Linked DNA regions of Mus musculus: regions 2, 3, 4, 5, 6 and 7 are each linked to region 1. Evidence: chromatin contacts called from public promoter capture Hi-C data. All regions are on one chromosome and are shown on one strand. The core of a region is the stretch at or near the end of the contact, and the rest is flanking DNA. Distances in the headings are between cores, read along the strand shown.

The links. Promoter capture Hi-C pulls out the DNA fragments that hold promoters and counts their contacts. Capture Hi-C pulls out chosen DNA fragments and counts their contacts.
Region 2: a contact with region 1 is called in a promoter capture Hi-C map of pre-B cells, with 4 times the contacts expected there. The contact joins the promoter of Cnmd here to the promoter of Vwa8 in region 1. A contact is called at or near these places in 4 of 39 promoter capture datasets (liver, pre-B cells and stem cell-derived epiblast-like cells) and 1 of 484 Hi-C or Micro-C datasets (pre-B cells).
Region 3: a contact with region 1 is called in a promoter capture Hi-C map of pre-B cells, with 2.7 times the contacts expected there. The contact joins the promoter of Sugt1 here to the promoter of Vwa8 in region 1. A contact is called at or near these places in 3 of 39 promoter capture datasets (the C10 cell line, cranial neural crest and pre-B cells) and 1 of 484 Hi-C or Micro-C datasets (uterus).
Region 4: a promoter capture Hi-C map of liver shows a contact between it and region 1. The contact joins the promoter of Wbp4 here to the promoter of Vwa8 in region 1. A contact is called at or near these places in 8 of 39 promoter capture datasets (the 3T3-L1 cell line, 3T3-L1-derived adipocytes, the C10 cell line and 4 more), 2 of 484 Hi-C or Micro-C datasets (cerebral cortex and embryonic stem cells), 1 of 115 datasets of contacts at active chromatin or transcription factors (astrocytes) and 2 of 9 other capture datasets (adipose tissue and liver).
Region 5: a contact with region 1 is called in a promoter capture Hi-C map of second pharyngeal arch cranial neural crest. The contact joins the promoter of Kbtbd6 here to the promoter of Vwa8 in region 1. A contact is called at or near these places in 4 of 39 promoter capture datasets (cranial neural crest, frontonasal cranial neural crest, pre-B cells and 1 more), 1 of 484 Hi-C or Micro-C datasets (large pre-B cells), 1 of 115 datasets of contacts at active chromatin or transcription factors (craniofacial prominence) and 1 of 9 other capture datasets (liver).
Region 6: a promoter capture Hi-C map of liver shows a contact between it and region 1, with 2.6 times the contacts expected there. The contact joins the promoter of Kbtbd7 here to the promoter of Vwa8 in region 1. A contact is called at or near these places in 4 of 39 promoter capture datasets (the 3T3-L1 cell line, the C10 cell line, liver and 1 more).
Region 7: a contact with region 1 is called in a promoter capture Hi-C map of liver, with 2.6 times the contacts expected there. The contact joins the promoter of Mtrf1 here to the promoter of Vwa8 in region 1. A contact is called at or near these places in 11 of 39 promoter capture datasets (the 3T3-L1 cell line, the C10 cell line, cranial neural crest and 7 more), 1 of 484 Hi-C or Micro-C datasets (liver) and 3 of 115 datasets of contacts at active chromatin or transcription factors (the 230-238 cell line, astrocytes and embryonic stem cells).

What each region holds. Positions count from the first base shown.
Region 1 is chr14:78,847,518-78,850,791 of GRCm38.p6, forward strand. Vwa8 (von Willebrand factor A domain containing 8) reads left to right here and starts at 1,661. Exons shown (of 45, transcript NM_027906.1): 1 at 1,661-1,926. The coding sequence starts at 1,767.
Region 2 is chr14:79,660,637-79,663,910 of GRCm38.p6, forward strand. It overlaps Cnmd (chondromodulin), which reads right to left and starts at 1,547. Exons shown (of 7, transcript NM_010701.3): 1 at 1,304-1,547; 2 at 759-902. The coding sequence starts at 1,375. Gm41218 (a long non-coding RNA gene) reads left to right here and starts at 2,297. Exons shown (of 5, transcript XR_874848.1): 1 at 2,297-2,337.
Region 3 is chr14:79,585,986-79,589,259 of GRCm38.p6, forward strand. It overlaps Sugt1 (SGT1, suppressor of G2 allele of SKP1 (S. cerevisiae)), which reads left to right and starts at 1,675. Exons shown (of 13, transcript NM_026474.6): 1 at 1,675-1,881; 2 at 1,969-2,026. The coding sequence starts at 1,844.
Region 4 is chr14:79,479,559-79,482,832 of GRCm38.p6, forward strand. It overlaps Wbp4 (WW domain binding protein 4), which reads right to left and starts at 1,710. Exons shown (of 10, transcript NM_018765.3): 1 at 1,373-1,710; 2 at 815-887. The coding sequence starts at 1,374. It overlaps Elf1 (E74-like factor 1), which reads left to right and starts at 1,636. Exons shown (of 9, transcript NM_007920.4): 1 at 1,636-2,079. n-TEttc4 (a tRNA gene) reads left to right here and starts at 2,110; the gene lies at 2,110-2,181.
Region 5 is chr14:79,450,142-79,453,415 of GRCm38.p6, forward strand. Kbtbd6 (kelch repeat and BTB (POZ) domain containing 6) reads left to right here and starts at 1,694. Exons shown (of 1, transcript NM_001034882.3): 1 at 1,694-3,274. The coding sequence starts at 1,915.
Region 6 is chr14:79,424,722-79,427,995 of GRCm38.p6, forward strand. It overlaps Kbtbd7 (kelch repeat and BTB (POZ) domain containing 7), which reads left to right and starts at 1,790. Exons shown (of 1, transcript NM_001024135.2): 1 at 1,790-3,274. The coding sequence starts at 2,009.
Region 7 is chr14:79,396,240-79,399,513 of GRCm38.p6, forward strand. It overlaps Mtrf1 (mitochondrial translational release factor 1), which reads left to right and starts at 1,533. Exons shown (of 11, transcript NM_145960.4): 1 at 1,533-1,797.

The sequences.
Region 1 (3,274 bases), core at 411-2,910:
CCTTGAAATGCCCTCATAGACAGGTCAGAGCCTTGTCTTTTAGTCAAATCCAGACCTAATCTACTTGACTGTAACAATGGTCAACTATCTCAGGCTCAAAGGAGGAAAAGCAATTTGTAAATTTCTATGCTGCTTGCATGTTTGCCATTAACCCAATTCACATAGGGATTAAAAAAGAAAAGAAAAGGAAAAAAAGAACAACAACAACAACAACAAAAAGAAAATAAAAAGAGGATATGACTCCTCCTGGGTAAGAGGGTGGAGAAGGTGCATTATAGATGTGAGGGAGAAAACACAGAGGCAGAGGCATCTATCTGGCAGGGTTCAGAGTGAAAATGAACACCTGAGTGAGGGTGGTGTGTGTGTGTGTGTGTGTGTGTGTGTGTAGAGGGGAAGCTGGGAGAGGAGAGAGCCAGGATCCAGGAAGCCAGACCAGGAGACCAAAAGAGGACCAGAGTAGTCAAAGAGGCTGGATTGTAGATGGAAGAGCAGCTTGGGGGAAAGATAGTACTGCCTCTGGGTTGGAGAGTTCAGAGTAGGGGACTGAGTGCCTCTACCAGGAGGATCCTGTAACAGGTGGGAATGGAGAGATAGGAGGAGGATCTAGTGGCTAGTACCAGCTTTGATGTGTTAACAGGGACCTCTGTTAGCTTTTATCTGTTAACTGGCACCTCCTATAGCTGGTTGTCTCAGATTTGAGGCCTAACAGGTGTGGTTGTGAAATAGTGAGAATCTATCCATGTAATAATTATGCTGTTTTGACATCTTTAATGTTCACTCCTTTATTTTCGATTTCTCCAAACTAGTTTAAATTATTTCTCTGCCACCTCCATTTACTTCTAAGTTTAGTTCCTCGGGAAGTTTAAGTGCCTGGGAGGTGGGTGCTTAATATGGATGTAAGATACAGGTAGGTCTAGAATTGGCAAGGCCATTCTCTGAGAGCCAGGCCTGCATCTTGTTTGTTTGATTTCATTGTGCAGAACTTCATTAAAACTTTTTGCTTTGGTTAATTCACTCTTGACATTTTGGGGAGGCAGCCTAATTACATTAGACTTTGTTTGCTTTATGGAAGACTGCTGCTGCTTTTGGAATGCATGGTAGGGAGGGAGCCTTAGTCAAGTGTCCTACTTTTTCCTCACTAAAGACATAAATTATGTTTATATAACCCTTGCCTTGTAGCCTGACTGGATCCTTCTGGTAGTTGAACGTTTTTTCATTCACCATTATAGTGTAACATTTCCTCTTGCAGTTTAGAAGATGATAAAACAGGAGCGGCAAAGGAAGGCTAAACTGAAGCTTTCAATGCCTGTGGTGTGGAAACCCTGGGAAGATGACAACGAATTAAAATAGGTGAAGTTCCAGAATCTCTTGAATATTTTCTCCATTCTGAAAAAAGATCCGAAGCAGTATCGAGGGGAAAGCCCACAGTGCATCATAACACAGTAGGCTAGCAGCCAAGAAAGAAACAGGGCATACGCTCAACTGTGCTAAAGGTCTTTGGCATCTCCCCAGCTCCGGGCGTCCCTGGGGCGACCACGCCTGGGGCGGCGCGCCGGGCTCCGGTAGCCGATCCTACCGGCTGGCGCTCGGCCTGCCCTCCGCCCCGGGCCGGGCCCATCCCGCAGAGCCCGGCGAGCCGGGGGAAGGAGTTTCCGGCGGACCCGCCTCCCTGCCGCTTCCTGTCCCGCTCGCCGATCGCCTCCTGCCCGGTCCAGGGACTGTGCTTGTCCGAAGCCCCTGGAGGTCCCACGCATGCCTCCTGCACCATGCAGTCACGCCTCCTCCTCCTAGGAGCCCCGGGCGGCCTTGGGGACGTGGCCTCCCGGCGAGTGCGGCTGCTCTTGCGGCAGGTGTTGCGGGGCAGGCCGGGCGGGGACCAGCAGCGGCTGGAGGTCAGGCTGCTGCACTCTGGGGCGACCGACTCAGGTAACTGGGCCCTCCGCCTTCGCTGCCGCTGCCCTCGCTGCTTTGTGATGTGGGGCAAGGCGCTGGCGCCCCCTGGGCTCCACTCTGAAACCTTAGGGGTCCGGACTAAGGTCTCTGATGCCTAGGAACACAGTTTTCTCCCACTGGAGATTTTTGTACAAGAATCCTCACGTAGACTCTAGGACACTGAGAGGTTTATGCTGCAGCCTTTGGGGGCTGTTAAGACTCGTGCTTGACCTTGACCTTTGACTCCCGAGGGCTTGGTTTTGTGTCATGAGCCAAGTAGGGCTCGTGATGGCATAGACACGTGTACAATCTTGCTGGAGAACCTGTGCCCATGTTCCTTCCCAATTTTAACAGAAGACTCGGTTTCAAGCACTCTTAGAACTGAAAGTCATCGCTTTAGTTAAAACCCTATACTATAGTCGGAATGAATGAGTCCCAAAAAAGAGGGAAACAAAAAAAAAAAGTGCCTCGCTGAGGATCACAAGGTGAAATTGCGATTCAAAACTTGCCTGTCCTCGATTATAGCTTCTAGAGCATGTACTTGCTTTCCACTCTGTTACTCAGTTTTCATCTGCGTGACAACATTAAAACACACACACACACACACACACACACACACACACACACACACACACACACAGAGCAGCCTAAAACAAGGGAAGATTTCTTGGCTGGAAGTTACAGATGTTTCAGTGTATGCTTAATACTTTAATCACTGTGGCCTGTGGTGAGGCAGAAATTCGTGATGACAAGAGGACTTAGCAGAGGGAAGCTGCTCTCTCAGGGAGGCAGAGAGAGAGGAATCGGGGATAAGACCTACTTTTCAAAGAATCTACTTTGTCTCACTAGGTTCACCTCCTTGTGTGTGTCATCTCCAGATAGTATCATCTCATCTAATAAATCCATCATTTCACCAGTCCAGATGATAATACACTCTTATCAGAGAAGGCAGATGTCAAGGGTAGAATGTGGTACAATCTGACAGGCTTTGAGGTTGAGCAGTTTTGGGTAGACTCCGTTTGTTTGTTTGTTTGTTTGTTTGTTTATTTATTTATTTATTTATACTCTCTAGCTAACTATAAGAGCCATGAGTCAGCAGATAGAACATTTAATTGAAAAGAGGTTTTTAAAAAAATGAAAAAAAATTTGTTTTGTACTGATATGCCTCACTACAACAAGGGGCACTGAAACTGAGAACTTGTGTATTCACCAGAGACCTGGGCACATGTAAGAGCCCTCATGACAGAGTGAAAGATTAACTCTTGGCTATCCAGACTCCTAAGGTTAGGGCTTTCAAGGTGAGAGCGGCACAGTTGGAACCAGAGGTCATACACAGGCCACA
Region 2 (3,274 bases), core at 297-2,796, 810 kb after region 1:
CCTTTTACATAGGTGGACACACTCAGGTATTTAGAGAACGCATTGGAACTCTGCCCAGTTCAGACAGAAACGCTTTTTATACTCCTTGAGAGAGTCTATCCAGCCTTAATCTCAATGAGCACATAAAGGGAGGAGAGTCGTTAGTGAGACTGTTGCCATTAAATCACAGGTGAGCACACTGATTCTTAAAAGAGATTTGTTACCTCTAAGGAAGTCTGACTTTTTGTTTTAACACAGAATAGGGAGAATGAATAAATAGGTCACAAACAGGAGAACTTTCTTGTTAAAAGAGTTTCCCTCAGCTGTAGGATTGAATATTCTTTCTACCCTTTGTCCTATTTAAATTTATGGCTTTCCTCAGCTGGGACAGGCATCAAGGATCATTTACTTTCATTTCTTTCTTTCTGGAGAAGAAGCTCAGAGAGGTCACGTGCCCTACCCACTGCCTCACAACTGCTTGGTAAGCTGCGTTAGGCTGGGATGGCAGAAAATGGCTTTTCCCACAGTGTCCAGGGCGTTCTCGAACAGTCCCCGTTTCTGTTTTCAGCCTAGGAACCCTGAGCTTGCCTACCCTGTACCCTGTACCCACTTTAGGCTAGACCTGAGAAGGGAGGTGTCCAAGAGAACCAAGGGGACCAAAGGGAGCAGCAGGCTGTGCCCGCTGGCCGAGCAGCGCTCTGGCTCCACCTAGGGGTTCGGCCACCCTGCGCACCTGGCGGCCCTTGCATCCCAACTGGGGAGTCACTCGTTGAACTTACGTGATTGTCATTCCCCTTCCAGAAGTAGAAGGCCCCGATGGCCCCGAAGAGCAGCAGTACCGCGCCAGAAATGAGGACCACAGCTCCTACCTTGAGCAGCCGTGTTGGGCTCCCGGAGGGCTTCACGGTGACGGTGGTGTACGCCTGCGGGGCAGGAGATGGACTGGTTGCCGTGCCACCCACACTCGCGATCCCTGCATCCTGTCCCGGGGGAACCGCGAGGACTGGAGTAGGAAACCTTGGCCCCAAGAACACTCAGAGGTTGCCTTGCGAGTGTCCCTTGTCCTCAGACATGGAAGTACCATAGCAGACTCTTCCCTAGGCCGGCCCCCTAGTACTGCACCCTCTGCTCCACGCCTGTGGTGGATCCTCTGTACCCTGACACTCTCCCCCCACACTGGACATTCTCATTTGATTCCCTCATCACCACACATCCAAAGGCCCAAATCCCTGATCCCAGAAGTGGACCTGGCACCCACAGGAAGCCGGGGTCTCTGTGTCTGGACTTACTCCACAGCAGTCCTGGGGACCCAGGAGGTACTCACCGGGGGACTGCAAAACTCAACGTCCTCAGGCCCTACCATGGTGATAGGAACTTTGTCTGAGTTCTCTGTCATGGCTGAAGATGGAGAAGTAAGATACGCGAAGACCCTATCCCACTGTCCTAACTGTTCCAACTGTCCTCTTGTCCCTACAACGAATGCCCCCTGTACAACAGCAGCAGCAGGAGCAGCAGCAGCAGCAACAGCAGCGTCCTGCTCTGGCCAGCCCTTCTGTCCCCACCCCTTCCAGCACCTCACCTCTCCCCTCCCTCTTCCCTCCACCCTGGAGCAGCCTACTCAGCTTATCCTGTGTTCTCAGATGTGTCCTCCCCATCACTCTCTCCCCTCCAAAAACCCAGAGGGACATCCAGACAGGTTTGAGTATGTAAGGGATGTTGAGCCTTGGAACCCCACCAGCACCCCCAGTTACTAGCTTGCCAGGATTTCTTAGAGTATCAGAGGGCTTTGCAGTGTGACACTGGCTGGAGCCTATTTCTCCAAGGGGCCCTGGAAGCAGAATGAGAGGGGAGTGTGATGAGAGATGGGGGGCCTGTCTCAAGTGCCAATGTTAAGATACCCTTTCTACTAGGGTTTCCGCTGGAGGTGGGAACTGCTGGACTCCCCTGGAACTAGAGCATGGGGCAGAATGTTGGAGATGGCCTTTGCCACTGGGTCCTCTAAGGGAGGGGTTTAATTGCTGCAACAGTGCAGCAAAAGCAGAAGGGTCCTGAAGCAGAGGAAACGGGGAGCCTGGAATGAAAGAAAATGCCTATAGTTAAGTCCACACTGATTAAACAGCAGAAAATGTGTTTCCCAAACACTGATTGGCTACGACCAAAGGAACAAATAAAAGGTGGTTACGTATCATTTACATATATGTAGTAAATAGCTCCATTAAGTGGACAGAGAACATGGTTTGCTTTTTTGTTGTTGACAGTCTCATGTAGCTCAGGATGACCCAGAACTCCATATGTAGCTGAGGATGACCTTAAACTTTGAACTTTCCTCCCGCCATCTCTGGAGTGCTGGGAGCACAGGTATTGGCCAATGCTCCTGATTTTATGAGGTCCCGGGCATGCTTTTCTCTGAGGCACGTACCCACCTTTGAAGAAAATGTCTTCTTCCGTGGTACCTCACTTGGAGCCAGGGCTCCTCAATTCACACTGGGAAATTTAGTTGTTTTAGAACTCTCTGCTGAGAAGTGACTGAGGGCTGGTGCTTGGGAGGTCCTGAGCAGAGGGACCGTGGATGTGCAAGGCTGCAGCAGGAGAGTGTTTAAGGATCAAGAAAGGCATTGTTGCGTGGAGATGTGGCTCTTAGGCTAAGAGCTCGGATGTGGGGCTGCAAGGGAAGAGAGGAATGGAAAACACTGTCACTGTCACCACAGAGCTGGCAGCACCTGCTGAGTCTCAGGGGATGATTTCAGACCTACCAGGACTATGAGAATTGCAGAAGACCGGGTGAGGGGCTATGTTGGGAGGGACAGTGTTTAGACTGTTAAGCTTGATGGCAAAAAGAGTCTAGTGATCAGTCTAAGGCACTTTGTCTGCACACCCTGTGGATGCGTGTAAAATCCTTGCCTGCACACCCCCTGGATGCGTGTAAAATCCTTGCCTGCACACCCTGTGGATGCGTGTAAAATCCTTGCCTGCACACCCCCTGGATGCGTGTAAAATCCTTGCCTGCACACCCCCTGGATGTGTGTAAAATCCTTGCCTGCACACCCCCTGGATGTGTGTAAAATCCTTGCGTGCACACCCCCTGGATGCGTGTAAAATCCTTGCCTGCACACCCCCTGGATGCGTGTAAAATCCTTGCCTGCACACCCCCTGGATGTGTGTAAAATCCTTGCCTGCACACCCCCTGGATGTGTGTAAAATCCTTGCCTGCACACACCCTGTGGATGCGTGTAAAATCCTTGCCTGCACACCCCCTGGATGTGTGTAAAATCCTTGCCTGCACACCCCCTGGATG
Region 3 (3,274 bases), core at 425-2,924, 740 kb after region 1:
AGTCACACCCAGCCATGCAAAGAACTGCAAACGGAACAAAACTAACATTTCCTTTAAAGACATTATGCAGAAGACACTCCTCATCGTTATGCATCTGTTCTTTTACAGTCTAGTTTCTGCAGGGTTCACAGAAACGGAAAACAACCTTGAATGGAAAGATCCAAAACGATGCTCTCTACCTTCCCTTACAGATCTGCTTAGCTTCAGTTTAGTTGAGCTAATTTGATCTTCTCAGTACTTACTAAAACCTGAAACCTGCACCTCTTTGAGTTTAGTGGCCAGCTGGCCCTGGTCTGCCTCAAGTGTCTCTCCCACCTACTTCTCCTTTCCCACAAGTGGATTCAGATTCCTTTCTGGGACCTGTTATCTTCTATCAGCCCTTCCCCGCCCCGGCTCGACCCCCCCCCCCCTTCAAACAACCCATTTACAATACAGATGGGATATACCTACAGGTGGCAAATGTGTTACACTTTAAACTTTGTAGTATTCCACACTTCCATCTCTTGATGACCCCATACATACTTAAATCTTTGTAACCTCCGTTTCTCCATCTTGAATATGGGCTCAAGTTTCTCTGTATTTTCAAACGTCCTCCCACCGTTATTTTTTGCATCTGCAAGGGGTGATTGATTGGTAGGTTGAGGTTGTAACAAAAAATTATAATACCCACGATAGCTAGCAAGCACAACTAGGCGTTTGGCCAGTATGGAAAACGTGCTAGAAAAGTGGGGAAGACAAAACTTAGGTCTTTTAAAGTTAGAACTCAGAAAAGTGGGCGAGTTTAACAGTGGGGATATGTACACAAATGCCTGAACTGTAATTTCTTTTTCTTCGTGGACTGTCATGTTTCCAGACTGAGGTCTTATATATATCTTGTTTGAGGAAGCCAACGACCACTTCAATCATTTCACCTACTAAAACAGACTTGGTAAAACGAGTTACTGAGCGTTATCAAGAGCTTTTAAATCAAGTTTGGTGAACCTATAACTGCCACTCCCTCCTGTTGCCCCTTACCACTCAGTTTCAAAGAATTCGCAGGAAACTTCCTAGTGTGATGTTTGGCTCTAAGGACGGCGGGGGACGGGGGGCTTACTGGTTACTTAGAACACAAAGCAGCAATAAGACCATTAGCTATAGGTCACTTTCATCCACGCGGTGCTTGTGAAACAGGCTTTTCTTGGTTTGGAAAGCCGACTTAGGAAGGAAGCTTGGGGTGTGGAGCTCTGGCATCTGGCAGGCCCTCCGGAAAACTCCGTCCTCCATGCCGGTAACGTGACTTCCGGCGAGCCAGGCCGTCCGGGTTCTCCACGGAGAGAGTCATGCGAACTGATGCGCCATCCCGGGCTCTGCTGCCGGAAAAGACCTGGCTGCCACGAGTGACGTCACGCACAACTTGGCCGCCGGCGGTAGCCATGATGAAAACCGGAGTAAACGGAGCTTAACGTGACACTCCTTAGCGAAGCCAGAACTACCTCCCGACGGATCCCCAGTACCTTACAGTGGGCTCCGAGACAATATTTCAAAGCTTACAAGCCATGCCGGATCCCCCACGGGCGTACGGCGGGGCGCGGGACTCACGGCCACGCCCTCGGGGCGGGGGCTTGGCTGCGTCACGGGTAGGGGCGGGGCCGGAGAGCGTTTCCTCCTCTTTCCCAGCCGGCCCCGCGCCTACCTGCCCACCCTTCGCCTCCTTTTCCGCGGCTGCATGCTGCGCGACCGCTGATTGGCTACGGAGGACGGAAGCTCAGTTGGGGTTTCTTTAGAAGTTTTCCCTTCCTGGGCGGCGGCGGAGCTGGTAACCAAGGTAGAAACGCTCAGGCAGAAGCTTTCTTGACTCCTAGGGATGGCGGCAGCTGCAGCAGGACCTGCATCGTCCCAGCGGTGCGTGATTTTCTTCACCTTTGCTGTTTGTCTTTCTATTCTTTCCTTGATTAGAGAGACCTGCTGAAGTCGTTGTTTTCTTGGCAGGCTTTTCCAGAGCTTCTCAGATGCTCTGATCGACGGGGATCCCCAGGCAGCATTAGAGGTGAGTGAGCTCACTGGGACTGTTGGGTCCCTACAGACCCCTCCTCTTCCCGGCATTACCTTCGTGGGAGCAAAGCTACAATGTATCTAAGTCCCAAAATTAAGATACTTAATCTCTTTGTCTCCTTAATACCTTTGCCATAGATCTTGCCCTTCCTCTCCACAAGCTCCCGATGAGGGCACCTCCCTCCCATTTATTTCTTGGAAACATAGTTACTGTCTGTGGTTGCACTTATAATGGCATTTATGATCAAGGAAAAGGCGAAAATAGGGCTTGATGTATCAATTTTTTACTTTAACAGTTATGTTTGCCCTTATATGTCAGGTACTGTTAAGTGTCCTTAATTAAATTTACTAAAGAACATTTTCCCTCTGTGCCTTCCACTTTACAGATGACTGTGGTTGTTCTTTATACAGTTGTTTATAAAACCGCGCTTTTTATCTAGGCTGGCCTTAAACTTTGGATCCTGCGAGTTCTTGGGATGTATCAGTAAATAAACCCTGCCTACATTTTAGTATTATATGATTTGCTTTTGGGCCATTTCAGGTGAAGTCTAGAACAAACTAGCTTTGTACGGATGTTTCTTAGGAGCGCTGGCTGGACTCCAGAGAGTTATCGGCACATGTCAAGTATGGTGGTACAGGCCTGTAATCCTGGTACTCAGGCGGTGAATGCCCTAGGGTCAGAAATTCAAGGTCATCCTCAGCTACTTTGTGAGTTGAGGCTAGCCTGGGATGTGTGAAATTCTTCCCGACACTTCAGAGCTCCCCCGCTGGAAAAAAGGAAACATTTTTATGTTTTGAGCCTTAGAGAAATCACTTTTGTAGAGACTAGCAGACTAGGATAGCTACATTGTTGTTTTAATGTTACAAGCTCCGCTTTGTATTCTTAGGTCTACAGAGTGATCATGAGGTTTGATAGCGCGGTATTAGAGAGCCTGCTGGTGTTGGCGCACACCTTTAATCCCAGTGCTTGGGCGGCAGAAGCAGGTGGATCTCTTGAGTTTGAGGCCCACCTGGTCTACCATGAGAGTTCCAGTATGGCCAGAATTACACAGAGAAACCCTGTCTCAAAAGAAACAAAACAACAAAAATCAAGGCATTAGTGACTTTGAGATTAGGGCTACAGACGCAAGTATCTTTATATTTTCTGCCAAAGGAAATTAAAACCCGAATTGAGAGTAGGGGGAAGGACTGAAAAAGGAGAAGGAAATGAATAATTATTAAAAGGTTATTGAGTGCTGGCTAC
Region 4 (3,274 bases), core at 460-2,959, 630 kb after region 1:
CAGGAGTTGTTACTGACTGTGAAGCCATCTCTCCAGTCCCCATAGCCCACAGCTTTTGATACAGTAGCTTGTCTGATTGTAGAATGTCTAAGAGGGAAGAAAGCCAGCTGACGTCTTACTTTATGCTTTAAAAGTTGGATCTAAGTGGTGGTGCACACCTTTAATCCCAGCACTCCGCGAGGTCAGCCTGGTCTACAATAGCCTGAGTTTCAGGACAGCCAGGGCTATACAGAGAAACCCTGTCTTGAAAAACAAAAAAACAAACAAACAAACAAAAAGTTGGATCTAGGAGTCTAGCCATGGTACACACCTTTTTTGCCAGCACTTGGGAAGCAAAGCCAAGTAGATCTCTGTGGGCTGCGGGCTAGCCTGGTCTACAGAGTGAGTTGCTGTCTGGAAACCCTGTCTTGAAAAATCACCGCCCCCAACCCCCTTGCAAAAATAGTGGGCTCAAGGCTTTCAGCATAAGGTATATTACAGCTGCTCCCTTTGTATCTCACCAGGGAATAATGCTGTTCTCCTTCCTGTGGAGAACAGGAAAAACTACAATATTCCTTTTTAAGGGGCAGGTATTCCATAAACAAGATTATCCCACTCACTGTCCATTTCCTCAAAGTCCCCAGAAATAATTTGGCCTTAAAATCAAAGTCAGATTGATGAAAAGGAGAAGGCTATAGCTTTCATAAGAGGAATCAAACAAAAGAAACCTTTTTAGGTTTTGAAGAATAAAGAGCACTATACACGAAAGTGGCTTATACACACTAAAGTCAAAAAAACAACACATCACGTGAATATTTTAATAAAAATTTCATACAGGCCTATTGTCTGCTATCCAGCACTTGCAGTAATCACAGAATTTCTTTGGTTGTGACTTCCAGTAGTCGGCCCTGAAAAGATAAAAACAACTCTAAGCTTATCCAAAAATTGAAAGGAATTTTTACAGTTGTTAAAAAATGGGATATAAGGCTGTTTTCGGACTTCTGTCTTAGCAAAGCAGTTGTATTATTTATGTAAAGCTAAAGTCCGTGGAAAACTGCTCTCCGGTGAAGGTAAATCACACTGCACCGAGATGAAGAAGTCTCAAAGTATTTCTCTTTCCCGTGCCCTTCTAGCTAATTCATTCGTTCTGGGGACGCGAGGCTGGGAAAAGCCCCTGGACGTCTGAGGCCGCAGCGCCACCCCGGCCCCGGGCCCGGGCCCCGGCGGGCGGGCGGGGGCGGCACCCGAGTCCCCGGCTCCTGCCTAGAGGGCGGCCGCGTCTCCGAGAGAACCGGCCCCGCAGGTCGGGCGGCCCCGGGCGAGCGGAGGGGCGGGAGGAGGCCACTCGCGGGCGCCTGGCGGCGCAAGCCCGACCCGACCCGACCCGACTCACATGACGGCGGCAGCTCCGCGGGCAGCCCGCGATCCCGCTCACTGATGTCCGCCGGTGGCTCAAGCCAGGACCTCTCGGTCTCGGCGTCCCCCCCGGGTACGGCGTTTCCACGGGTGGACTACGGCGGCCGCGACGGCCCAACCCGCGCGCGCGGTTGTCACCGCCTCTTCCCCTCCCCCACGGGGCGGTACTCGCGGCGCCTGAGAGGTGGGGTCGGTATAAAGGGGTTGAGGTCACCCAGAAGGGACGAAAGCGCGACGGGACCGGAGCCGCGGGCCCCGAGCGTCCGACCCAGGCTCCATCCCGCGGTCCTCACGCCTCCCGGGATCCAGAACCTCCACTCCCGAGCTGGCTCGCAGCCGAGAGGCTCGATCGCCTCCCCCCAGCCCCGGCCGCACGCCGCCGTTCCCACAGCCGGCGCCGCCCTCGGCTTTGCCGGCTTGCCCGCCCGCTCTGTGACCGGGGAGCAGCCCGGGACCTGACGGCTGAGAAAGAAAGGCGCAGCCGCCCGTTCCGGGAGCGCACGGGGCGCCCGGCTTCGGCTCAGAACTTTCCAGGGGCGCGCACCGGCCCCGCTCCTCCCCCCCGCCACGCCCGCGCGCTCCGCCGGGCTCGTGCCCGCGCGTGGGGCAGCGGCCGCGGGGGCGGCTTCGGCGGCGCGAGTTGCAGCAGAGTGGCTGAGTGGTAGCGGCGCTGACGCTAGTCAGGTGGGTCACAGCAGTGCTTGTAGCAGCACTTCCCATATGGTCTAGCGGTTAGGATTCCTGGTTTTCACCCAGGCGGCCCGGGTTCGACTCCCGGTATGGGAACAGTGTCACTTTTTGCTCTAGTTGAGTTTACTTGCTTAGTGGCTCTGGCTGACTTCTGCAGCCGTGTTCGGGGTGAGTTTGGGAGCAGGCAGTGTAGTTGCTCCCGTGGATGGGAGCTTGGCTCTCGGAGGCCGGAGGAGCGCGGCGGCCGCTCTCGGGCCCGCTGCGAGAGGAGTTTCGCTTTCCCCGCGGCTGTACCCCGCCCTCAGCCCGTACTTTTCCAGGCGCTCGGGAGGTGATGATTAACTTGGGCCTCGCCTTATCTCCCCCCGCCCGGGTGCCCCCTCGGCCCACACCCTGCTCCGCCGCCCCCTTCCTACTCGGCGGGCCGGGGCGTGCCCGCTGCGCTCCAGTTACTGTCAACAGCGGCTGGAGACCACCCCGCTGCTCCCTATCGCCAGACCCCCGCCGATCCCTTGTCGCCGGCTGGGCTCTAGGACCCCCGCCGCGTGCACCCGAGCCCGGTCCACCGCTCCCCCCCCCCCCCAGCAACCCTCGCCTCAAGGCTTTTGCAGAATGTCTCTTATTTTCCTTCTAACTCCCCTTTCCTCTTCAAACACACGGCAAACTGCGGAGAAGAAAAATACCACTGGGATGAGATGTCTTGAAAGAACAGAGCCGGCTTTCCCGGAGGCTGTTTGGAGCGTCACTGATTTAAAAAAAAAAAAAAATCATGGGATGGAGGTGGAGCTTGGAAGACAGAAAATTAGCCCGGAGACTGGGGAGGGGATGTTACAACAAAGTTGCACTGTACTTTTAAATATAGAAGCCCTGTGTTTATTACAAAGAAGCGGCCCAGCTGTGTCAGCAGCCTGAGCGCCGTACACGAAACAAAAGCGTTATCATAAATGCAAGTTGAAATTAGAAAATTGGGGCAGCTGTAATGTTTAGTCTGTTGGGCCTTTGGGCACAAATAAGGAAAAACTGACTCCGGCGGATGAGTTTCTGGTCAAAACCATTACTGAGCAGAAGTTTTGGTTGTTTGTGTGTTCCCAACAATATTTTATAGCCTTAACTGGCACAGCTGAGTTTGAAAATAGCTGTTAATGTGATCTATGCGATTAGGGATTAATGAGCCTTTCCTCGTAAAAAT
Region 5 (3,274 bases), core at 444-2,943, 600 kb after region 1:
CTTGATCACTAATTTGTCCCAAGCCCCCTTTTTAGTGTAATTATGAAAGCTCATTGTATCCCTTATTATGCAGCCTTTATTTACTATTCTATGAGGTGTATGGACATTCTATTCTTGATTCTAAATGTATTATATCTTCCTGGCAAGACAACTATAACCATCTCTTAAAACTTTCTTCCTAAATTTTAATCAAATCAGGAATTCTATAAAATCATTAATTCATATAAACAGTATTAATTAATGAAAGTTTACCTTTATGTTGATCTGCAGGGCATTTATTTGCTCAATAGGCTGGACTAATGCCCAGGAATCCCTAGTCTCTATAAGAGTGGCAGGCAAGGAATATCAGCTGCAAGAAGCAATCCTGAGACAAAGCCACTTGGAACCTTGCCTCTCAAAGCTCACCCATCCTAGGTCATACAAAAAGGTGGGCCACCTCCAAGAAAGTCCTCTGCTAGCGTTAGCCTCTTTTTGATGGCTCACGGCAGTTTGTCTTTTATCAAATAGCAGTGAAGGTAACAAACTATTTGATGCCGACAATGTCATCAGGTTATCCTTAGAGGTTTAAGCAGGAAGATTGCACAATTTCACAGCCAGCCTGTGATACAGAGTAAGACTCTGTCTCAAATACAACACTAGAGTTAAAGGTCTTTCTTTGTAGCTTAGGCTGTCTTGGAACTTTCAGTATAGCTAGACTGTAGGCTGTTTTCTAATGCAAGGTACTTCTGGGAACTGAGCTTGCATGCAAGGGCCATTAACAAAAGTTGAAGCATGACAAAATTGAAATTGTGAGTCTGTAGGAAAACAAAAATGCTGGAGTCTATAGAATTCCCTTTTGGTTTGGCAGTTTCTATTTTTAAAAATACGTAGTTTTCTGTGCAGGCACCTAGCTCATGTGTGGGGGTCAGAGGACAACTTTTGGGAGCTTCAGGTGCTTAAAACCTGCAGATTTTTTTCAACACAAAGAGTAAACTCCTCTATAAACATTATTAATATTAATGCACCAGTAATCATTTATCATTTGTAACAAATCTCACAGTAACGCAGGGCATTAAGAGGGGTATTAATAGGTGAAACTGTGAGACATGGATGCTGGGACTTTCCTGCACTTCCTGTTCAATTTTCCTACGAGCCTAAAACTGTGCTAAAAATAAAATCTTTTCAAATGAACCAACCAAACGAGAAACATCTCTGAAGAAACTTTAAGATGTTTTTCTGTAGACTCATATTAAATCAATGTTTCTTCATTTTCAATAAAATACTGGAAAAAAAGAAAACCCTAAAACTCTCTAGCTTTTTATATTCCAGGAATTGCACGTCTAATTATTGTTTTTGTAAAACAAAACTATGAAATGTTTCCAAAGCAATGCAGCTCTTTTAATCATCAATATTCTCAAATACTACTATTGATGTTTTACAAGAGAAAAAACAAACACATTAGAACAGAAGGATTAAAGAGGATTTCAAACCATAAATTCTAAACCCGACAATAAATCCCAAGAGAACCGGCGGTTTCTAGTAGATCCTGAAAACAATGAAAAACCAAAAAGGCTCGCGACTTTGGATGAACTACAACTCCCAAAATGCAAAGCAGCTGCAGTCTTTCAGTTTCCGCCCTAGAACCTGAAAACTCCCATCATGCCTGGAGGCGGGAAAAGCAGTTTGTAACGTACCCTGCTGGCTTACTCCTTGCGCTTTTGCGGTGTCGTCCGCGCTGGTGTGAAGATGCTGGCCGTCGGCTACGCGATAAAGGGAGGCGGCTCCGCCCCGAAGGCCCAACTGAGTAATTGCGGCCGCGAGCGGAGTCTGTTCTGGGTCGCCGCTGTGCCGCCCCTGTGTTGGCGAGGGAGGCGTGAGGAGGAGCCAGGCGTCTGCAGCCGTTCTCGCCCTCGGCGCCCCGCCGCCATCTCCACCATGCAGTCCCGGGAAGACGCCCCGCGCTCTCGCCGCCTCGCCAGCCCCCGCGGCGGGAGGCGGCCCAAGAGGATTTCCAAGCCCTCGGTGTCGGCCTTTTTCACGGGCCCGGAGGAATTAAAGGACGCGGCCCATTCCGCAGCCCTCCTGGCACAGCTCAAGTCTTTCTACGACGCGCGGCTGCTGTGCGATGTGACCATCGAGGTGGTGACGCCTGGCAGCGGGCCGGGCACGGGGCGCCTCTTCTCGTGCAACCGCAACGTGCTGGCGGCCGCTTGCCCCTACTTCAAGAGCATGTTCACGGGGGGCATGTACGAGAGCCAGCAGGCCAGCGTGACGATCCACGACGTGGATGCCGAGTCCTTCGAGGTCTTGGTGGACTACTGCTACACTGGTCGCGTGTCGCTCAGCGAGGCCAACGTGCAGCGCCTGTACGCGGCCTCGGATATGCTGCAGCTGGAGTACGTGCGCGAAGCCTGTGCCTCCTTTCTGGCTCGCCGCCTTGACCTGACCAATTGCACTGCCATCCTCAAGTTTGCCGATGCCTTTGACCACCACAAGCTGCGATCTCAGGCCCAGTCCTTCATAGCTCACAACTTCAAGCAGCTCAGCAGGATGGGGTCCATTCGGGAGGAGACGCTGGCAGATCTGACCCTGGCCCAGCTGCTGGCCGTCCTGCGTCTGGACAGCTTGGATGTAGAGAGTGAGAAGACTGTGTGTCATGTGGCGGTGCAGTGGCTGGAGGCTGCTCCCAAAGAGCGGGGTCCCAGTGCTGGGGAAGTCTTTAAGTGTATTCGTTGGGCGCACTTCCCTGCAGAAGAGCAGGACTACCTAGAGGAGCTACTGAGCAAGCCTATTGTGAAGAAATACTGCCTGGACATTATTGAAGGGGCTCTCCGGCAGTTTCGTTTTGATGATGGTCTGCCTAAGGCTTTGGCACAGATTCCAAGCAACAGCAACAATAGCAATAGTAATAATAATGACACCAGCAACACTGTTGTCCCAGCAGAAGAAAATCCACCCCATAGGTTAGGGATGTGTGTGAAGAGAATGATGGTTTTCTGTGGACACCCCAAACATCACTTTTTCTGCTTTGACCCATACTCTGAGGAAATTTACAAAGTGTCCTTGCCTGTGACTTGCCTTGCACACACTAGAACTCTCACCACCTTAGCTGTCTATATTTCTCCAGACCATGACATCTGTCCCACTGTTCAGTCCAGGAGAGGTGTATGGGTATATAAGCCAGCCCAAAATAATTTGTATCAACTGACTGACCACTTGCTGTGTCCGGAGGGTATGGATATGACATATCTGAATGGTTACATTTACATTTTGGGTGGACGAGACCCTGTTACTG
Region 6 (3,274 bases), core at 540-3,039, 580 kb after region 1:
CCCACATGGTGGAAGGAAAACAGACTGCATCAAGTTATGCTCTAACCTTCACACGTGTGCCACACACTCTCACACAGCAGAAGCACAAATGTAATGAAGACTCAACTTAATTAAACTTTTAGAAAAGACCCATTAGTTGCACAGTAGTGAACCCCTAGGATCTAGTCACTTCTCAAAGGCCCATTAGCTGACAACCAAACTCACCAATACCTAAGTATTTATAGAACATTTCCTGTTAAAACTGTAACAATGAGGAAACAAAACCACGTCTTTGTTTATACCTAGTCTAGACATTTGAATGGCTTCCATAAATGTTCTTAGGTCCTCAAATTAGTCGTCCAATACTTCCTAATGAATCTACGTAATTTGGTTTTTTTTTTGTTTTTCTGAGCATGGGTTGTTTGTTTTGAGACAGGGATTCTCTTTGTGTAGCCCTGGCTCTTCTTGTAGACCAGGCTGGTCTCGATCAAATGCTCCCTGCTTCTTCTTCCTCAGTGCTGGGGTTAAAGGCATGTGCCACCACCTTTATTTAATCCCAGCAATGCCTTTAATCCTGGCACTTAGTAGGCAGAGGCAGGTGGATCCAGGACAGCCAGAGCTAAACAGAGAAGCCCTGTCTCACAACAACAACAACAAAAGAAAGTAAAGAAAAAAGAAAACCTCTGTGTGTGTGCATTTAAGCTGCAAGTGAAAAAGAAGTTATTTGCAGAAATTTACAGTCTTTTAATGGCTCATGGCTTCAAATTAGTAGATGTGTTTCTATAAGAGTAAGTAAGAAACAGTAATGCTTGATTTTGCATTTTAAAAATAGTCTGTAACTTTAATATTTCTAATAAAATAAAGAATGTTGCAGTAAAACTCCAACCCAAATATGCCCTGGCAATGAAAACACAGCTCAGCTAATATAAATACGTGCTGTATGTCTACACTACGGTCTTCCACGTCTTATGTGACCCCTTAGAACTTTCAGTTTCTCCAGGCCATGTGCTTCTGCTCCACTTTTCTTCTTCTTCCTTTTACTCTTCATCTTCTCTCTCTCCACCTTCCCTTTATCTGCCCAATCATCAGCTCTCCTTTATTTTTCAAATTAAGGTGGAATCAGGTTTACAGGAAATCACCTGGGTGCCAACTCATCCCTTGTTCACAACCACTCACAGGAGAATGGAATTAACATCAAATATAATTAGCCCCAGGGCTATCCACAACAAAAGAACTCTGTAAATTGCACATACCATTCAGTCTTCACAAAACTAAAATACTGCTATCCTCAGTTTTCAAATTCAATAAAGTTTTCAGGAGGAAGTCATGCAAACAAATAATAGAGTGGATACTTTTACTCTGGACTTGAAAGCCATTATATTTTATTTTATTTTAGTGAGATGGGTTCTCTCTACATAGCTCAAGCTGTCCTGGAACTCTCTATGCAGACCAAGTTGTTCTCAAACTCAAGAGATCCCCCTGCCTCAGCCTCCCTGGTGCTGGGATAAATATGTATGCCACTATGCAAGACTGAAACCTAAAGTATCAAATTCCGGATACTATCCACTTTCTACCTCAGTGAAGGACCCAGTAACAGAAAAAAAAAAATAAAGAGGTTATGTAAACTACAATTCCCAAGATGCAAAGCGGCTTCGGCCTCTTCATATAGTCCGTGAGCCGGAGGATCCCGTCATGCATCGAGGCGCGCGAAAGGCAACCTGGGAAGAGTAGTTCGTCCGGGCATCTACCCGTCTCGCCCGCTCGGCAGAAGCTGCTCCTGCGGCTAGACCCCAGGGTCGTGTGAGGGTGAGCTAAGGGCTGAGAAAGGGCGTGAAGGGAAACAGTGAGTCAGCCGGGGACTACGCGATAAAGGCAGACGGCTCCGCCCCGAAGGCCCAGCTGAGTAATTGCGGCCGCGAGCCGAGTTTGTTCTGGGACGCCGCTGAGTCGGCGTCGGCGAGGGAGGCGTGAGGAGGAGCCGGGCGTCTGCAGCCGTTCTCGCCCTCGGCGCCCCGCCGCCATCTCCACCATGCAGTCCCGGGAAGACGCCCCGCGCTCTCGCCGCCTCGCCAGCCCCCGCGGCGGGAGGCGGCCCAAGAGGATTTCCAAGCCCTCGGTGTCGGCCTTTTTCACGGGCCCGGAGGAATTAAAGGACGCGGCCCATTCCGCAGCCCTCCTGGCACAGCTCAAGTCTTTCTACGACGCGCGGCTGCTGTGCGATGTGACCATCGAGGTGGTGACGCCTGGCAGCGGGCCGGGCACGGGGCGCCTCTTCTCGTGCAACCGCAACGTGCTGGCGGCCGCTTGCCCCTACTTCAAGAGCATGTTCACGGGGGGCATGTACGAGAGCCAGCAGGCCAGCGTGACGATCCACGACGTGGATGCCGAGTCCTTCGAGGTCTTGGTGGACTACTGCTACACTGGTCGCGTGTCGCTCAGCGAGGCCAACGTGCAGCGCCTGTACGCGGCCTCGGATATGCTGCAGCTGGAGTACGTGCGCGAAGCCTGTGCCTCCTTCCTGGCTCGCCGCCTTGACCTGACCAATTGCACTGCCATCCTCAAGTTTGCCGATGCCTTTGACCACCACAAGCTGCGATCTCAGGCCCAGTCCTTCATAGCTCACAACTTCAAGCAGCTCAGCAGGATGGGGTCCATTCGGGAGGAGACGCTGGCAGATCTGACCCTGGCCCAGCTGCTGGCCGTCCTGCGTCTGGACAGCTTGGATGTAGAGAGTGAGAAGACTGTGTGTCATGTGGCGGTGCAGTGGCTGGAGGCTGCTCCGAAAGAGCGGGGTCCCAGTGCTGCGGAAGTCTTTAAGTGTATTCGTTGGGCGCACTTCCCTGCAGAAGAGCAGGACTACCTGGGAGGGCTACTGAGCAAGCCTATTGTGAAGAAATACTGCCTGGACATTATTGAAGGGGCTCTCCGGCAGCTGCGATTTGGTGATAGGTTGTACAAGTCAGTGGTTGCCAAGCCAAATAGCAGCCACAGCAGTGATAGCAATAATAGCAGCAATAGCAGCAGCAGCAGTAGCTCAGTTGTATCGGTAGCAGAAAATCCACCCCAAAGGTTGGGTATGTGTGCCAAAGAGATGGTAATATTTTTTGGGCACCCCCGAGATCCATTTCTCTGTTACGACCCTTATTCCGGAGATATTTACACAATGCCGTCTCCTTTGACTAGCTTGGCACACACTAAGACCATTACATCTTCAGCTGTTTGTGTCTCTCCAGACCATGACATCTATCTTGCTGCCCAGCCCAGGAAAGACCTATGGGTGTATAAACCAGCCCAA
Region 7 (3,274 bases), core at 283-2,782, 550 kb after region 1:
TTCAAGTGGGCTTGAGTCTTTAGAGACAGGAACTCACCATTGCCCAGGTAGGTCTGGTACTCTGTAGCCCAAGATGGCCACTAGCCTCCTATCTCAGCTCCTGTGTGGTCGGATTTCAGGTGTGAGCCATCATGCTTGCCTCCTTAGATGCATTATGCTTTAGTTTTCTCTTCTGCAAATGGGTTTTTAAGATCATTATAGAGCCGGGCGTGGTGGTACATGCCTTTAATCCCAGCACTTGGGAGGCAGGGACAGGCAGATTTCTGCGTTTGAGGTCAGCCTGGTCTACAAAGTGAGTTCCAGGACAGCCAGGGCTACACAGAGAAACCCTGTCTCGAAAAAAGAAAAAGAGTATTATGGAACTATATGAACTAATAGGTTTAAAGCATTCAAACTAGTGACTAGTATATAGTAGGCAGAAGTAACTACCTTGAAGTGCATACTAGTAAATGTTAAATATTATTTTGTTGTATGTTGGTTTCTATCTTTTTCTCTCTTTCCACCATTTTTACTCACCCCTCCCTATTTGTGTTTGTTTTTGAGATAGGGTCTTGTGTCTCTAAACACACACGTAAACAACACTATCTTTAAAAATTCTAATTCATAGATATAGTTATCTATTTTGGGGTCCTGTTATGATTTTTTTTTAAATACAAATTTATAGCTCTCTTTGTCATTGTTCTTTTTTTTTTTCTTTTTAAAGTTTTATTTATTTATTATATGTAAGTACACTGTAGCCGTCTTCAGACACTCCAGAAGAGGGCATCAGATTTCCTTACGGATGGTTGTGAACCACCATGTGGTTGCTGGGACTTGAACTCCGGACCTTCGGAAGAGCAGTCGGCGCTCTTAACCACTGAGCCATTTCGCGAGCCCCTATAGTTTTTTTCAGTCAATGTTTTAAACAATACTGGCTAAAAGTGTAACAATTAACAATTCAGAATCTCCTAAAATTGTTTTTGTTTGTTTGGGTTTTTGTTTTGTTTTGTTTTGTTTGTTTTTGTTTGTTTTTTTTTGGGACAGGGTTTCTCTGTATAGCCCTGGCTGTCCTGGAACTCACTTTGTAGACCAGGCTGGCCTCGAACTCTGAAATTCGCCTGCCTCTGCCTCCCAAGTGCTGGGATTAAAGGTGTGTGCCCCCACGCCCCGCTAAAATTGTTAATGATTGGGGGGAGGGAGGTTCCATTTAAAAAACAAACCCCCAAGTCTGTGGATATAGCTCAATGATAGAGCTCTTGTCTTAGCGTGCATGAGTCTCTAGCCTTAACCTCCTGCACTCTGAAACAAAACAAATCAGTAACTTAGAAACTACTGCTTCAAGGGTTGGTAACACGTAAAGAAATTCTTGAGATTTCGCCTATCACATACTGTAGAATTTGATGTGTAAATTAGGGAAAAGGTTCGCTTCTAGGTTTATAAGTATCTGAAAACCCTAAATTTAGGGAGAAAGATGGAGTAAAGGGTCTTAGGGTGGGAAACAAGAAAGCCTGGGGAAGGGTAAACTACAACTCCCAGGATTCCTTGGTTAGGGCACTAGGAGAGGGCGATCCACTTTGGACGTCGCAGCTTCCAGGAGTCAGCTCCAAATCCGTTCCACGCGTGGTCCTTCCAGAGCAGTATCCTACCCGCTTCGTCATTTCATTCTTGTTTACCGTTACGGACACCTAAGGACCATTTCTCTGCAAAGTGGAGGAGGAGCCAGGAACAAACCGTAACCCGGAAGCAGTAGCCTGGGACTGATCATGCTTGCAGTACCTTGAGCTGAAATGTTGCGGTGCACAGGAGGCTCAGTTATCAGTAAGAAACGAGAACGTCAATTTTCTTCTTTTACTTAGATATTCACAATTCTTTCTTGGCCGTAAGAGGGCTTTAAAAAAAATTCCTACTGCCCACTGGTGTTACTTCCGTATAGAATCCATAATACTGACTTACACAACATGATTTTCACATTCTACGCCTGGTGCCCGTTTACTGTCACTTTTAACACACCAGAAACCGAGAATTGCTTTTAAAATGTCGAGTAATACCGGGTTGTGGGGGTGATGTTGAAGCCTTGCTCTTTCTAGGTTTAGGTAGTTACTCATTCCACAGCTACTCCTAAACTGGAAATTTTAGCCAGAGCATTACTAAAATCTTCCATCCTTTTCTTCTTTCCACCGTCAAACGAATACTCCTGATGTACTCAAGGTTAGATATAAAGATGCACTTCTGGAGTATTAAATCTGTGGCTGCTGGGCATTCGTGAATTCTTTCACAGTCCAAATTTCAGCTGTTGATTTTTGTGAAATTTATTAATAGAACCCAGTATATGCTGAATCTCCTGAATATTTAGTTTTTAAAATGGTAATGCTAAGTTGGATTTAGCAAGACCAAAGGAGCTTATATATGAATGTGTTGCCAGGCACAGCAACAAACAGCAGTTATAATAAAGGCTGCTTCTGGTAATTTGTTGTGCTAAGGATCAAACCACAGATAGGCCTTGAGCATGTTGGGCCACTGAACTACATCCCCAAGCCATTCTGCTAAATTTTGACCCTTATTTCCAGTTTTAATATCAGGAGGAAAAACATTTTCCCTATCTTGCCCTTATCTGAAGGAAGAACAGATAATTATTGTGCATACCCAATTTCACCTAATCTGTCATTTTTTAAAAAAATATTTTTGTATGTGTGTGGGTAACTAACTGCATGTATGTATGTATGTATGTGTGTGTGTATGTATATCATATGTATGCTTGATGCCCAGGAAGCAAGGAGAGGGTGTGTCAGATCAGTCTCCTGGAACTGGAGTTAGGGACAATTTGTGACCCACTGTGCAGGTGTTGGCCTTGGTCCTCTGCAAGAGCAGCAAGTGCCATTTGGATGGATTTCTTTTGTCTTCTTTTAAAATATGTGTGATGGTTTGAATGAGACCATAGGCTCGTATATTTGAGTGTTTAGTTCCCAGTTAGTGGAACTGTTTGGGGAGGATTAGGAGATGTGGCCTTGTTGGAGGACATGTACCACAAGAGTGGCTTTGAGGTTTCAAGAGCACATGCCAGGCCAGGTCTCTGCCTGCAACTTAGAGATCAGAGGTGAGCTCTCAGCTACTGTTCCCAGCACCAAGCCTGTCTGCCTGTTACCACACTCACCACCATGATGTCCACGGACAAACCTAAAACTGAGAGCAAGCCCTCAGTTAACTGCTTCTTTTTGTAAGTTGCCTTGGTCATGGTGTCTCCTCATAGCAATAGAATAGTAACTAAGACAGCATATTTATCTGCTTTTTCCCATAC